Regions from separate parts of the Mus musculus genome. Here region 2 is linked to region 1. A link is a contact called in public Hi-C data. All regions are on one chromosome and are shown on one strand. Each heading gives the region's core, a stretch centred on a gene start, on an enhancer-like site or on the middle of the called end of the contact. The rest is flanking DNA. Distances are from core to core; before and after follow the strand shown.

What was found. Hi-C and Micro-C count contacts between places; a contact is called where the count stands out from the background.
Region 2: a contact with region 1 is called in a Hi-C map of the 4T1 cell line, with 4 times the contacts expected there. The contact joins the enhancer-like site here to the promoter of Nhp2 in region 1. A contact is called at or near these places in 20 of 39 promoter capture datasets (the 3T3-L1 cell line, 3T3-L1-derived adipocytes, the C10 cell line and 12 more), 3 of 15 datasets of contacts at CTCF or cohesin (the G1E-ER4 cell line, embryonic stem cells and pro-B cells), 33 of 484 Hi-C or Micro-C datasets (3T3-L1-derived adipocytes, the 4T1 cell line, the AML12 cell line and 15 more), 10 of 115 datasets of contacts at active chromatin or transcription factors (the HPC-7 cell line, the SCID.adh cell line, bone marrow-derived macrophages and 4 more) and 2 of 9 other capture datasets (adipose tissue and embryonic stem cells).

What each region holds. Positions count from the first base shown.
Region 1 is chr11:51,615,971-51,623,796 of GRCm38.p6, reverse strand. Nhp2 (NHP2 ribonucleoprotein) reads right to left here and starts at 4,024. Exons shown (of 4, transcript NM_026631.4): 1 at 3,820-4,024; 2 at 3,646-3,715; 3 at 1,207-1,312; 4 at 79-705. The coding sequence starts at 3,979. The coding sequence ends at 580. Rmnd5b (required for meiotic nuclear division 5 homolog B) reads left to right here. Exons shown (of 10, transcript NM_025346.1): 10 at 1-124.
Region 2 is chr11:51,773,849-51,781,674 of GRCm38.p6, reverse strand. Sar1b (secretion associated Ras related GTPase 1B) reads right to left here. Exons shown (of 7, transcript NM_025535.2): 2 at 4,114-4,188; 3 at 1,867-1,986. The coding sequence starts at 4,171. Among named protein-coding and RNA genes, the nearest start is that of Sar1b, 14 kb to the right of the region's middle. Within about 2 kb of position 3,999, at least 13 of the 459 cell types and tissues checked have an H3K27ac peak or open chromatin away from gene starts, as enhancers often do. A contact at or near this core is called in the 4T1 cell line, epidermal suprabasal cells and liver, where this site is marked.

The DNA of each region.
Region 1 (7,826 bases), core at 2,775-5,274:
GTGGCCCACTTCCTACTGTACAGTCTCAACTGTATCTACCCATTCATTCTCCACTGTAAATAACCCGTTAGAACTGAATGCTGTTTTATAACTTTGAGCAAATATATTCATAGCCCTTCTCCTTACCAATGATTGCATGGTCTTGTGTGTATATATATGCGTATCACTCTTGGAGGTGTGTGAAGTGGGGTTTGGGCCTTGATGCCTCATCTCCTCACCCCAACTGTCCTAGAGTGGGAAATGAAGACGGGTGGGCTGTAGAGCCAGTGCAGAACATTTGCCAGGTACACCCTTGAGGCTCTGTGCTGAAAGGCTGCTTTTGCTCCTCCTGCCAACTTCAAGAACACCCACACACTTGCCACGTTTTCGCCTTAGCATTTACTTCTATCCCACATTCTTGGAACTGTCTTCATCAAAGCTCAGGAGGAGATGGCAGAGATGCAGGCTCCACCTCCAACACTGCTGGAGCTGCCTGGGAAGACTCACACAGCAAGAAATCGGGGAGATGCTGTTAGGGTGGGCAGCTGCCTGCAGCCAGCCAGATCTCTTGGAAAGGGGCTGGGTTGCAGCCCAAGTCTCTCACAGAGGTGTAGGCAGTGCCTGCACCTCCTCCAGGCACTTGTCGTAGGTCTCCTGATATTCTTCATGGGGCTTCACCATGATCACACAAGTGGGACGCTTGGAGCCTGTGGCTGCACCCAAGTCCTACACAGGAGAGAAGAGAGCTGCTGGGAACAGGAGTCACAGCCCTAACCTGGCACGCAGCCATGTCCCGTTGGTAAACATTACATTTAAAAATACTTCAGTTGTTTGCCATCATGTACACTAAGCTCTCAAGCCATGGTCCTCCAAGCCAATACTGAATATTCCCACATGGCCTATGAGGGTATCCCTGTAGGCAGGGCAGTACCTCTGTTATATAAAGTCTCTGACACCCTTCACACATGTTCAAATATTCACCTCTGTTATATAAGTCTCTGACACCCTTTACACGTGTTCAAATATTCTTAGCATACAGACGATCCCCATCTTACAGGAAGGAAGCCTGCCAGCCATGTGCTATGTACTTTAGTCCTAGCTGAGATGCCATCTCAAAAAGAAAAACAAGCCACCCAGACCTAAGAATTCCAACACCTGAGATAATTCCTCAAACAGCCTCCCTAGGGCCAAGATGGGAATGGGGCAGGGTGGGCATGCGCTTCTCACCGTCTTAGAGGGGATGTAGACGTAGGGCAAGTTCTGGTCCTCGCACAGAACTGGAAGATGGCAGTACACCTCAATCGGCAATGTATCTCCTGCCAAAACCATGATCCTGCAACAAGAGAAGGCACCATCAGTTCTCCTTTGCTCCGTCTCTTTCCCTTTCAGTTCTAAGAGCTATCTCCAGCCTGGCTGTGAGGGCAGAGTCCAAGAAAATGCCCCACCCCAACCAAGGACCCCCACACTAGCCTTCAACTTCTGAAAGGAGTACAAAGTCATGTTTGGCAAATGCATTCCTCTGGGGACATGGTCTCTACTTGACAGCATGTAAATGCCACCGAATGTGACTAGAGGTGAAGTGCTGGGACAGATGAGGTACAGGAGAAATACCACGAAATAGGAACTCGGCTCTCCTTAGAGTCAGTTATGTTCCAACCAGGAGATGACCCTTGAACAGAGACTTGAGTGCCATGATGATTCCAGAATGGCAGGTGTGGGGACAGAATAAGGCCAAGGGTGGTACTGAAGGGCTGGTTGCCTTCTGCAATAGATAACTAGTGTGTGTGTGTGTGGTGGGGGGGGGGTGTCAGAGAACAAAGCTGAGAGGACTGGCAGGGATCACACCTAAGTGTTTGAGTAACACACAGACTCTGTCCCAAGAGAAAGCTTGCCAGGGCCCTCAACCATGGCTGAGAGCTGTCAGTGTACCAGACCCAGAAGTCCTGAAGATCTGCCCGGTGTAAGGGTGGTAGACATCTGTTTGCATACTCCGTTCCCTTTGGCACAAGGCTGGTCCTTTCCACTTGTTCCTTTGCTGTCCTTCTTTGTGGTCCCTTTCTCCTTGCCTTCCTGACCTATCATGGTGCCAGGGGCCACCTGAAGCTACCAGCCCCCATCTGCCCTACCAAAACATCTGCCTGTAGAATAGCTAAGCAGAGCATGTCCAAGGCATTTTCCATGTCAACTCAGGACGCCTCAGAGGGTAAAGACACTCACTGCCAAGCCTGGCCACCTGAGTTCAATCCCAGGGGCCTGAATGGCAGAAGAGAATCAGCTCTCCAAGTTGTCCGCTGGTGTTCACATGGGTACCAGATGCACATGTGTCCATACACATGCAAGTAGGCACCCACACGTAATAAAAGGTATCTAAAAACCACACTTCAGATGTTTTCACACAAACCTGGCTTTCCTCCACTGTCTGTCTGCAGTCACACACTACAGCCCAAACTAGCATGCAAAGTCATTATATGTCACCGTCTCTCAAATCCCTCAGCTGTAGCTCCTGCCCATCACCTGCCTTGGGCCATAACAGCTTACTAAGTCTGACTTGCCTCTCCTAATTCTTCCCTCGATGTCACGCCTCAGCTTGCACTCTGTTCTGAGAACACTAAACCTACCTTAGAAAGCCCACGAGGGGGAAAAAGAAAACAACAACAACAACAACAACAAACAAAACCGGGCATGGTGGGGCACGCCTTTAATTCCAACACTCCGGAGGCAGAGGCAGGCGGATTTCTGAGTTTGAGGCCAGCCTGGTCTACAAAATGAGTTCCAGGACAGACAGGGCTACACAGAGAAATCCTGTCTCAAAAAAAAAAAAAAAAGAAAGCCCAGGAGGGCTGGAGAGCCGGCATACGGGGATGCATAGCCATTTCTGGGGGTGCATGGCCATTTCTAACTCCAGTCCAAGGAGACCTTACACCTTGCCTTCTGGTTGCCAAGGGCACCAGTGATGCACCAACATATACACGCAGGCAAAACAGTCATACACTTAAAAGGAGTAACCACTTACATTGTGTAAGTGCCACTACACTGCCCTGTCCAAGAGCCTACTCTTCTCAGGATTCCACCCCCTCACCCCAAATAAACCTTCATTCATTCATTCTCTTCCTTTGTTGTTTTGAGACAGGGTCTCTATACATAGTCATGGCTGAAAACTTAAGAGATCTGCCTCTGATGGGATTAAAGGCCTATCACTGGCTTATCATTTTCTCCTTTTGGGAGTTTTGTTTGTTTTGAGACCTGTCCATAGACCACGACGGCCTTGAACTAGCTATACTTCGGAAGCTAGCCCGCATTCTCCCCTGCCCTACTTGGGAAAATGTCTCTCTACATATAGCACGTTGCCTAGAGCCTGAAAAAGTTGTGCCGTTCTACAGAGTGAATGATCAGGACTCTAGTTTACACGGGCTGGATTCCTATTCTCTTCCCTGTCATTTACTGGGAGTTCCATTTACTGGTAGTGAAGGGAGTTGACTGCTAGACTGGTTGGTCAACTTCACCTTTATTGAGTAGGTGGAATTTCTTCTTAACCAGTTAATAAGCCAAACTTAGTGCCGTAGTACTTGTGTACCGTGCACAAGGCCCTAGGTTCAATCCCCGGCACTGGAATATAAAAATAAAAACCACACAAAACTTAAAAACCAGAGGAAGCCGGGTTCTTACCCTTTCTCGCCCTTGTTGACAAATTTCTGAACCTCCTTCACCCCGCGACGAATCTGCTTCTGCTTCACAGCTACAAAGAGAGAGAAGCGTGAGCCGACACCTCGCTCACGAGGCTCGACCCCGGGCCGCCCAAGTCACCGGTCCCGGACCGCGATCGCCACGCGCCCGCCTCACCCTTCTTGATGCACTTGTAGAGCTTGCGCGTCAGGCGGCGGGAAGCCAGGGGCTGCGCGATGGGGTTCAGATTGACCAGCAGCTCTTTGTACGTGCGCTCCTCGCTGCAGCCCTCCGCCTGCGCCTCGGACTCTTCGGGAGCGGCCTTTACTTTGGTCATCTTAGCAACTACAACTCCGTCCCGGCATAGAGGAACCACGCGGCCGCCGCCTCCGACATCACTTCCGGGTTTTCAAGTGGCTCTACCCTGTGACCAATTGGGAAACTAAATATTCTACACCGACCAATCTCTAAGTAGATCTCTAGGGGCGGGATTTTGGATATGGGGGCGGAGTTAAAGGTCAATCTAAGCACGGGATTTGGATTTTCACCGCGGGAATCCCAGGGAGGCCGAATTTAGAACCGGGTTTCCAGAGGGAAAGGGGCGGGGCCTGGGGCCGAGAGGTGGGGCCCAAAGGGAAAGAGGCGGAGCCCAAAGGGAAAGAGGCGGGGCCCGGAGAGATTGAAGAGCGGGTGGAAGGAAAATACACAACGGGATTGTGTCCCCTGAGCTCCTTGTGACCTGCCTTGTGACCTGCTGCTGCTGGTTAGGTAAAGCCTGGCGCACCTGAAAGTTTTTTCATATTTTCTTTTCCCCCTCCTAGATCCTGTTGCACAAACTATAAACCGCACACCTTTGATCCCAGCAGTGGGGAGGCAGGGGCAGGTGGATCAGGTCAGCCTGGTCTACATAGTGACTTCCGCTGGGCAGTAAGGTCAGCCTGGTCTACATAGTGACTTCCGCTGGGCAGTAGTGGTGCATACCTTTACTCTCAGCATTTGGGAGGCAGAGGCAGGAGGAACTCTGAATTCAAGGCTAGCCTGTTCTACAGATCGAGTTTCAGGACAGCCAGGATTACACAGAAACAGTCTCCAAAAAAAAAAAAAAAAAAAACCGCAAAGAAAAAAGAAAAAAAAGAGGCCGGGCAGTGGTGGCGCATGCCTTTAATCCCAGCACTTGGGAGGCAAAGGCAGGTGGATTTATGAGTTCAAAGCCAGCCTGGTCTACAGAGTGAGTTCCAGGACAGCCAGGGCTATACAGAGAAACCCTGTCTTGAATAAAAACCAAAAAACAAAAACCAACCCCCCCCAAACAAACAAAAAAACACAAACAAACAAACAAAAAAACCCACTCCAGTTCCAGGGGATCTGAAATGTCTAATCTGCAAGGGCCTCAGGAGTGCATGTGCTGCACAGATGTGCTTTCAGGCAACACACTCACACACAGGAAATAAATCAATCAAAAGTTCTTAAATGTTAAAAGCAAATCTGAAAAACCAGAAAGGTAGGAAGGAAGGTGACATGTGCTGGATGAAGAGTCCAGCTAGCTAATGAGAACCCTGGAGCAACAGGAAACGGGGACCTCAGCTCTGTGACGTAGAGGGACTGAAGCTGGTAAGGGTGAATATGAAGGAGGATCCTGAGTGCCAGATGCCAAAAATCAGGCCCACATTTAGATCTGTGTTTTGTGAAGGACACAGAACTTACCTATCCCTGATTGACAACTATGAGACCTGTGAGATAGTTGAGTATGATTTCCAGCCACTAAAAGCCATCACTTGGACAGCAGCAAGAGGACCAGGATATGTCAGATTGGGATACATTCTCTGAATTGCCAAGAAAGACAGAACCAGGGAAGGCTGTTGGAGGAAGGAGCACTGGGTAGCCTAGTAAAGATTGAAATCATCTCTCTTTTTTAGGTTGTAGGGAGGCCTGGATGTGTCTCAGTAAGCGATTACTAAATGGTGGGGAAATCAAGTATTTAAACAGCAAATGCTTAATATTTGCCAGCTGATTTGAATCTGAGGGAGACCTAGTTTAGAGAGACAGAGAGGGTGACTTCTGAGACTCACCTGTCTTCTGATGTTAGGTCTGCACATACCCATACATTATGACAGGGGTTAGGAGGATACCTATATATTATGACAGGGGAGAAAGGTGGCTCCTCCACTGCCCAAGCTTTGATGGTCCCAGCCTTCCATCTTCCCCAGAACTTTCGAGGTGGTGGTGGAGGAGGAGGAGGTCTGGCAGCTTCTGTCCTAATCTACTACCTTTGTTATATCGCCACCTTCTGGAAAGCCCTGAAGTTACCGCTAGCTGTGGCTGGCATCTCCCTGTTTGCAGGGTGGACTCAATCAACGGTGGGTTTTGTTTTCTGTGTGGCATTAGTTACCTGAGGCCCACCTTAATCCAAAAGTACTAAATAGAAATTCCATAGATATATGGTTAAGAAGGTTTAAATATGACAGAAGCCATTTAGAAAAGGCAAGCAAGGGCTGGCGAGATGGCTCAGTGGTTAAGAGCTCCGACTGCTCTTCCGAAGGTCCCGAGTTCAGATCCCAGCAACCACATGGTGGCTCACAACCATCCGTAACAAAATCTGATGCCCTCTTCTGAAGTATCTGAGGACAGCTACAGTGTACTTACATATAATAAATAAATAAATCAAAAAGAAAAGGCAAGCAAATGAGTTTCCTGGAGATGGCTCACCATTCTGCACGGCTGAGATGGCCAGAGAGGCACAGCCCCAGTTGCTTCTTGCTGCCGATATGACTTTTCTGTCACTATTACATCGCTTAATGATTCCTGGGTATTAGCCCACCCTTTTGCTCAAATTTCCTACAGATCAACATGAAGGTGAACTTTCATGAATTAATGCTATTTAGAGGAATTAATGACTTTATAGAGTTGTTGATTTGATTCAAATCATTTTAGGAAGAAAGTTTAAGGAGATGGCTTTAATTGTTTTGCCAGAAAGGTGTAATAAAGTTAGAATCAAGAGTAAAATGTGAAGCCGGGCGTGGTGGCACACGCCTTTAATCCCAGCTCTCAGGAGGCAGAGGCAGGTGGATTTCTGAGTTCAAGGCCAGCCTGGTCTACAGAGTGAGTTCCAGGACAGCCAGAGGTATACAGAGAAACACTGTCTCAAAAAACCAAAATGCCCCCTCCTCATTGAGTAGTAAGTAAAGGCTGCATAATAAGGAATACAGTGAGCTTGCATAAGTTTCACTAAGAAGAGAAATATAGGCTTGGGTCAGATTTCTGATCAAGGAAAAACACTGATTATAGGTCAGGTCCAAGGATGAAGCCACAGGGGTGCACTATGATAAAGCAAGACCATGTGACACTGTTGCTTTAAACTCATAATGAGCTTATGGAATGAAGCACTGCTTTGAACTATCGACATCCTTCTGTAACTCCCCTTTTATGTAACATTTCATCTTTGAGGTAATTTTATAAAGAACTTTTGTCTAAGGAGGTATAAATTGCCAGAGAGAAGGAATAAACTGTGGTTTGAGGGGCTCTGCTTCCTCCACCAAATGTATATATGTATATATGTATATATGTCTGTCTATATGTCTGTATAATATGTATATGTGTATTGTATACATATGTTTGTAGGTATATGTGAACAGACACCATGATCAAGACAACTCTTTTTTTTTTTTTTAATGGTTTTCGAGATAGGGTTTCTCTGTGTAGCCCTGGCTGTCCTGGAACTCACTTTGTAGGCCAGGCTGGCCTCGAACTCAGAAATCCGCCTGCCTCTGCCTCCCGAGTGCTGGGATTAAAGGCGTGCGCCACCATGCCCCGCAGTAAATCTTTAGAAAAAAAAAAAATTAAGATGGGGTTGAGCTGGGTCAGTAGGCTGCTTGCTTGCATGGACAAAGCTCTGGGTTCAAGTCCCAGAAAAAAAAAAAAAAAAACAAAGCTGGATATGGTGACTTGCACCTGTAATCCTAAAACAGGAGGATCTGGCTTCATTCTTGGCCACATAAGAAGGTGGTAAAGTAACAGTGTTTTATTTTGCTGGGTAAACCAGGTCCCGCCTTCCTAGTAGAGAAGCAGTCTGACTAGTTCCCCAGAAGGGTGTAGACACAGAAAGAGGCTTCAGTCAGCCTCCAGAATTCAAGAAGCAGGAGATAGGGTCTGGCAGTTTTCTTGGGTTGACTGGAGACTGAGCGTCC
Region 2 (7,826 bases), core at 2,750-5,249, 160 kb before region 1:
CTGAGGTGGGAAGACCCATCCTAAATACAGTGCTTGCAAACCCCTGTGCATGCATACATACTCTGTCTGTTACCTAGTGTGTAGTGGAGAAGACTTTCAGACCCTGTTGTCTTCCCTCATAGCCTATAGAGAAGCTTGCCATAATCATAACAAAAATTTGCACATAAAGCTACATGGTGGCAGAGCATTAATGTCGTTAAGGAACTCTAAGCTGGCTGGGTAGCACACACACATCTCTAGTAGACCGGGAAGCTAGGGAAGATGCAGGATGGTGAGTCTGAAGTTAACCTGGGCTACACTCAAGGCCCTATCTCAAAAACTAAGGAAGAATTATACGCAGTGTTTCAAGTAAATGAAATACCAGGGTCTGTGTTCAAAGTCTCTACAATAAGGAAAGGGCAGTGCTTGGCTATGCTGCCTACCCACTCACATGGTTACATCCTGTACACACTCTATTGAATTAAAGTAGAAGACTGCCAGTGTCTCAGACTATCTCCTCTCCCTTGCCCATCAGCCCTCACTTAGACCTCACCCCTAGAAGCAGCTTAAGTCTATCACCACAGACTCTTCCGACTTATTCTAAAATGGTCATGTGACTTCCTGTTGGTCACTCCCTCCTGGAATGTGTCATGACTGAGGTCTCAGTTGGTAGAGTTTTTGTGTCCTGGCTCAAGTGTATGACTGCTAGCCTGTGCCTCCCGAGCGCTGGCCACAGGAGCGCACGCTGGCTTCCATTCCTTTCCTGCAGCTCCTGCTGCTTCCCCTGTGTTTCCTGCACAGGGCGTCTGGTAAACGCATATCCTCACTTTCCCACATAAGCACCTACTAGCTCAGTTGCCAGACCAAAAGACAGACGGTCGTTACTTTTTCTATATATGCTTTAAATGGAAAATGTAAGTTAGAATGAATGTGAGATGCAAGGCAGCCGAGACAGCACCTGCTCTGTGCCCTGCAGGTTCCTGTGTCTAGATCCAGCTATGACAACAGGTGCTGAAGAAACAGTCATGGAAAACCAAAAGAAAAAAGGAAAAAAAAAGTTGGATGTGATGGCGCACGCCTTTAAACCTAGCACTCAGGAGGCAGAGGCAGGTGGATTTCTGAGTTCGAGGCCAGCCTGGTCTACAGAGTGAATTCCAGAACAGCCAGGGCTACAGAGAGAAACCCTGACTCGGGAAAAAACAAAAAGAACTATCTTGGGATAAGTGAAGGGATCAGTCCCAGCAAAGAGAAGTAAAACTACTCGATAATCTCTTCTAACTCTGCCATGCTCCCCCTCCCTTTTTAAAAGAAGACTCGAGCTCTCATAAAATATTATTTATTTTTATTTTATGTATGTGCAGGTGTGTGCGTGCCACACGCACGCACATGTGTATGCCAGAAGACAACTCGTTGGGATGTCACCATGGAGCCTTGGCTGACACAGACTTTGCTATGAAGACCAAGGTGGCCTTGAATACACAGACCCACCTGCCTTTTCTTCCAACTGCTGGGGTTAAAGGTGTGTGCCACCACGCACATCCTTCGGCTGACTTTATTTTTAAGCTGTTATCTGCCTGGTTTATAATCTTTTCACTGTGACATTACATATAAAAATTAACCTTGTGTTTCTTTCTGCTACTGGCTCTGTCGTTTCTTACTCTATAGCATAGGCTGGGCTCATGGTATAGCTAAGTGCAGGGATAGAAAGGTCTGAGCATTGCTTCTAGTTCTTAATTTGTGCTCTGGGAACCAGGTCAATTACTACTTACCCAGCTATTTTAGGAACAGGATAAACAATCTCACACCTTAGCCATCAAAAGTCCAAAATCAAAACACTTTGAGGCAGGAGCTATGACTCAGCATCACTCACAGGGAAGAAACACTTACTGGGATGTAGCGTTGGGACGTGCTGCCCGAGCCTGTCATCTTTCAGCATGTGTAGCAAAGTTGTTTTCCCGGCATTATCCAATCCAAGGAATACCAGTTTACCAGACTTTTTATACAATCCTGCAGAATAAGAGCTATAATCAGTCAGAGTGACATCAGACATGGAACATGAAAATTACTTTATATTTGACATGACTTAAAGTTACACATAGTTATTATTAAGATGCTTGAAATACAACTTGAGAATTCTAGAATTCCTGAGTGCATGTGCGCTGTCCTTCCCTAAGTGACCCTCTTTAATGTCTGTGCTTAAATCTATATTAAAACCTAAATAGAACCCAAATTTACCACACCTACAATCCCAACATGTGAGAGATAAAGGCAGCAGAACCAGAAAGTCAGGCAATTCTTAGCTCTACAGCAAGTTTAAGGTCAGCCTGGCCTACATGAGACCCTGTCTCAAAAAATAAAAAAAGCCAGGTCAAGTATGGTAGTGCATGCCTGTAATCCCAGCTCTTGGGAGGCGGAGCTCACCTGGTTAACATAGTTCCAGGGCAGCCAGAGCTGTGTAGAGAGACTGTTTAAAAACAAAAAACAAACAAAATAGGGGCTGGAGAGCTGGCTCAGCAGTTAAGAACACTGGCCACTCTTCCAGATGGACCCAGGTTCAATCAATTCCCAGCACCTGCATAGCAGCGCACTACTGTCTGTAACTCCAGTTCCGGGGGATCCGACACTCTCATACAGACATGCATGCAGGCAAAATACCAATGCACATAAAATAAATTATAAAAAATACTAAATGTAAAAAACAAAAACCAACAATAAACAATAATCAGTTGTAACTCTGCCTCAATAAGTACATTTAGCATAAACAAGCTTGTTTAAGCTAAGCTTATCTTTAAGTTTTCTGATCTTGTTTTTGTTTGGCAGTGCTACCCCAGGATAGGATAGGCAAGTGCTTTCTATTCTGACTACACCCCAGTCCTCCTTTTGCTTTTTATTGTAAGACAGGATCTCACCAAATTGCCCAATTTGGCTTCAAATCAATTCATTCTGTTGTTCATTCTAACTTTTAATTTGTGATTCCCCTGCCTCAGTCTCCTGAGTAGTTGGACTGAGTAGTCTGTACCACCAAGTAAGGCCCAGCTCTTATTTTCAGGTTTTATTTTATTGTATTTCATGTGTATGGCTGTTCTGTGTGCAGTGCAGTGCCTGAGGTATCAGCACACATAGGTATCGGGTCCCCTAAAACTGGAGTAATAGATAGATAGATAGTGAGCTGCCGTGTGGGTGCTGGGAGGTGAGCCCAGGCCCCCTGGAAGGGCAGGCAGCTGATACCTTTAACCACTGAGCCATCTCCTCAGCCCTCATTTTCAGTTTTAAAAGAACAACTTAAAATCTACACATTATCCAGGCATGGCAGCATATATGTGCAATCCAGCATTCACTGGTGAGATAGAGGCAGGGATCATGCCAGTTCCAGGCCAGCTGGGTTTCATAGCCATTTCTGTCATCTTATGTACTTAGGAGGCAGAGCCAGGAAGAACATGAGTTGCAAGCCAGCCTGAGCAACTAATTAATTGTGTCCCCATTACAAGTTTTAAAATAGGGCTGTGGCTCTAGTTCAGTGGTACTTGCCTTCCATATGACTTGCCTAGTATATGCAAGGCCTGGGTCATATCCCCAGTACAATCCAGACAGACAGACAAGTGCATCGATGTATCTGTGATCTGGGTCTCAAACTCACAAAGGTCCACCTACCTCTACCTCCCCAGTGTGGAACTAAAGGTATACACCACTAACTCCTGAGCACTCAAAGTTATTTTTTATATGATTAAATTATTTCTATCTACAAAAAAACATCATCTTTTCACTTTTCATGTGGTCTAGTTTCTTGAAGAGACAAGTTGGTTACTGTATGTCTTTCCATAGTGTACAGGCATTACCTTCAGTTGAGAAAGGCTTCACCTCTCCATACAGTAGACATGCTGACCAGAACCAACCTTAGTTCCTAATTACTCGAGGTCTCAGATCACAGCTTCAGCCTTGTGAGGGCTGAGGTACAGGGGTGCTCTCCCACACCTGGCCTACGATTACGTGATTTCAAGAGGTGAGTCACTTGGATGTATTTCATAATCTCAAAGCTCACTTTCTTAACCACAGGCTTATATAAAGGCGCTCTCTACAAACAAGTGCATAAACAGGGTCAAATGCAATAGCTACAAAGAGCAAAGCCGAAGTTACCTAGAAACTGCAGCACACTGCTGAAACCACTGTAAATCCAGTCAAATATGAAGGACATATCCAGATCTTACAGGTCTGAAAAACAAGGTTTAGTTAGACTTAACAGTCAGCATGGCCAACATACACAGGATACCGACAGATGTTAAACAAGTCTGCGTAATCTTCTAACATTATGTAAGTGTTAAGAACTATAAAGCAGGGCTGATGAGAGGGCTCAGTGGATACGGACACCTGGGGCCAAGCTTGATGTGCTCAGTTCAGTCCTTGGGACCCACTCGGTGGGAGAGAACCAACTAACAAGTTGCCCTCTGACCTCTATACATACACTGTGGTGCACATAAACATATGCATGTGTGCATACATAAACAACAAGTCCCTGTTACCCAGGCTGATAGAACCTCATCTATGCTTATGCATAAATCTCAAAATGCCATTAAATTTCAGGCAGGGACCATTCTTTGTCCATGGAAGGAACAAAATGAATGACAACAACCAAGGATAGGGGAAAAAAAAATGAAGAGCCATGTGTGATGGCCAACAACTCTAATCCCAGGACTCAGGACAGAGGTGATCTCTGCAGTTGAGGCTGTACTGGTGAACATAGCAGTTGTAGGACAGCCACAGCTATATGATGAGATCTAGCTCAAAAAAAAAAAAAAAAAAAGGAAATAAACTAAGTTGCAGTATAAACTGGCATAAAAACTCAAAACTATGTTAGAGCCAAGCATGGTGACACATACTTGTAACTCTAGCCATTGGGAAGCTCAGGCAGGAGGATTATGAATTCAAGGCCAACTTAGACTGTAAGGTAAACTGTAAGATTGTATCTGGAAAAAAAAATTGGGGGCTGGAGAGATGGTTCAGTGGTTAAGGGCACTTCTGTTCTTCCAGAGAGCCTGAGTTCAGCTGCCAGTGCCCGTGTGAAGGCTGACAACTACTCCAGCTCCAGGGTCTCCAACGATCTCTTCTGCCTCTGAGGGTATTGGCTTCTCTCTCTCTCTCTCTCTCTCTCCCTCTCTCTCTCTCTCTCCCTCACTACCTCCCTTCCCTTCCTCCCTCTCTCTTTATCCTTTTTCTCCCTCCCTCTCCTCCCCTCTCACACACAAATTAAATCTTTAAAGATTTAAGAAGACAAATTTTAGAAACAATCTGTGCTAAATATTAGATATGAGCTATTTATCAAATCCTTGTTGTAAGAGCTGGGGATTGGGGAAAAAGAATAGGGAGAAAAGAAAAAAGATGTTAAGTTTCCATTCCTGATATCTAAGGTGGTAAAAAGCTGGAGGGTCAAGAATTTAAGGTCATCTTGAATGCATAGCTAGTTCAAGGCCTGCCTGGGATATGTGTGACTCTGTTTCAATAACAACAAAAAGTAACAATAATCAGTAAGGCCAAGTGTGTTGGTGCAGCCTTTACTCGCAGGCAAACAGGCTCTTGAGTTAGGGGCCAGTCTGGCCTGTTTACTGAGTTCCAGACTAGGCAAAGCTATATAATAATTAGAGTTTCCAAACTAGACTTGGTAGCACAAGTCTGTAAGTCCAGGTACTCAGGAGGCTGAGGCATGATGATCTCCAAATTCAAGTCTTGCCTGGACTACACTGTATGCTCCAAACCAAGAGCGTGGCAAACTTAGCAAGACAGTGTCTCAAAAAGAAATAAAAACCCTGGGATCCGAAGTGATGGCAGTTAGATTGTAGAGGCAGGAAGAAGAGGACTTCAAGGCCAGGCTCAGGGATACAGCCTAGGCTTTTTTAGACCATCTCAAAAATAAAAACAAATGAGCCCATCCCATTCTCTTATCTCCCACCCCACCCCTGCAAAAAGCTACGTGCCTGGGTTGGTGGATGGCTTGATGGATAAAGACACCTGCTGTCAAGCCTGACAGTCTGAGTTCAATTCCTGGACTCCACCCTGCAAACCATCTCCTGACCTCTGTGAGGAAACCATGGCATGTGTGTACCTCTCCCCAGTAAAAAAAAAAAAAAAAAAAGAAAGAAAGTTAGGAATGGAGAGATGGCTCAATGGTTAAGAGCACTGACTGCGCTTCCAGAGGTCCTGAGTTCAGTTCCCAGCAACCACATGGTGGCTCACAACCATCTGTAATGGGACCTGATGCCCTCTTCTGGTGTGTCTGAAGACAGCTACAGTGTACTCATATACATAAAATAAATATTTTTTTAAAAAAAGAAGCAAGTTGGGTCCTAGCCAGCTGCCTAAACTTCAAAACAAACAAACAAACAAATAAATAAAATGTAAGTTAAAAAAAAACTTAGTGTAAAGAGCTCGTCTAACATATGTCATATTCTTTGAGACACGGCTGGCTTCTGTGTAGCCAAGGAGAGCCTTGGATTTCCAGTCGCCAGCTTCCTTCTCCCCAGAGCTAAGATTCCTGGCATGTACCTTCATACAGAACTCCTCTTCACACGACAGTCAGCTCTAGGTGATACATTTGGGGTATGTTATCTTTCTGAATTTTTCAATATTTAACCATCACCACATGTTAAACAAACCTTTTAAGTCATAGTAGAAAACAGAATACAATTCAGTATTTATGCAACATAGCTTGGTAAAACTAATAGGGTAAAAGAAAAACGGGACAGAAAGTTTCTTGAGAGAAGATCATAGCCACAGAAATGCACTTTCACAGGTCAACAAAGTTAACTTTCTAGATGTGAACCCTGGGCCATGTCCCAACATTGGGAAGGCTGTGCTCTTTGTCATTCTTTAGACAAGTCCTGTTTGTTTTTTAATCATCTCTGCAGTAGGCTGTCAAATTGACATGAGTGGCTAAAGAGGGTAAGCAGCTAAGCGGTCCTTTACCCACACCACCTTGGAGCGTGAAAAGGGAGCAAACCCACCTGCAGCTAGTATGAGCCCAGCTCGCTTTTCTGAGATACCCTAAGTCCCGGCAATGGACTAGTCTGAGAGGGCTTGAGGTGTGGGTGTCAAACCAGGGTCTCACGCTTGCTGGACAATTCTCACCCACTGAGCCTCATCCCAAGCTGTTGATCACACTGTGACTCCCCCACCCCCAGATTGTGTTATTTACTAGAAAAACCTGGTTTTAGCTGAGGTGGGGCTCAGCCTTAGCTCACACCTTTAATCCAAGAGCTTTCTGCTTGAATATTATAAACAGTCAAACCACAGGTCAAAAGGCTGAGCAAACAACCCATTGATAGGCAGTGAACACAGGATTATTAAGGAAAAACAAACAAACAAACAAACAAACAAACAAAAAAACAACAGAGAGTAAGAGGAAGTCAGGAGGATGCATAGAAAGCTGCCCAGGAAGTAGAGTTTGTTTGGTGCAATGTCATGAGAGAGGGGCATTCCTGGTGGGACATCAGCTGAGGTCATCTGGATGCTTTCTTTCACCCCAGCAGCTGGCTCTCAAGTCTTCATTGGTAAAATCGAACGATTGAGATTTTGCTAAACACCCACACCTAACCCTTTAGATTAATTTGGGGCAGGGAGCTGGGGCTCATTAAATTCCTCAAGCAGGCTTTCAACTCACAATCCTGCCTCAGCCTCCTGTGTAGCTGGTATTTTTTTTTCTTTTAACCTAACTCAAATTTTTTCTGTTTTTGTTTTTGTTGCTGTTGGTGGTGGTGGTGGTATGTGTGTGTGTGTGCATACCCGTGCATGTGAGCGAGTTTTTTTCCTGAGACAAGGTTTCTCTATGTAGTTCTGACTGTCCTGGAACTCACTTTGTA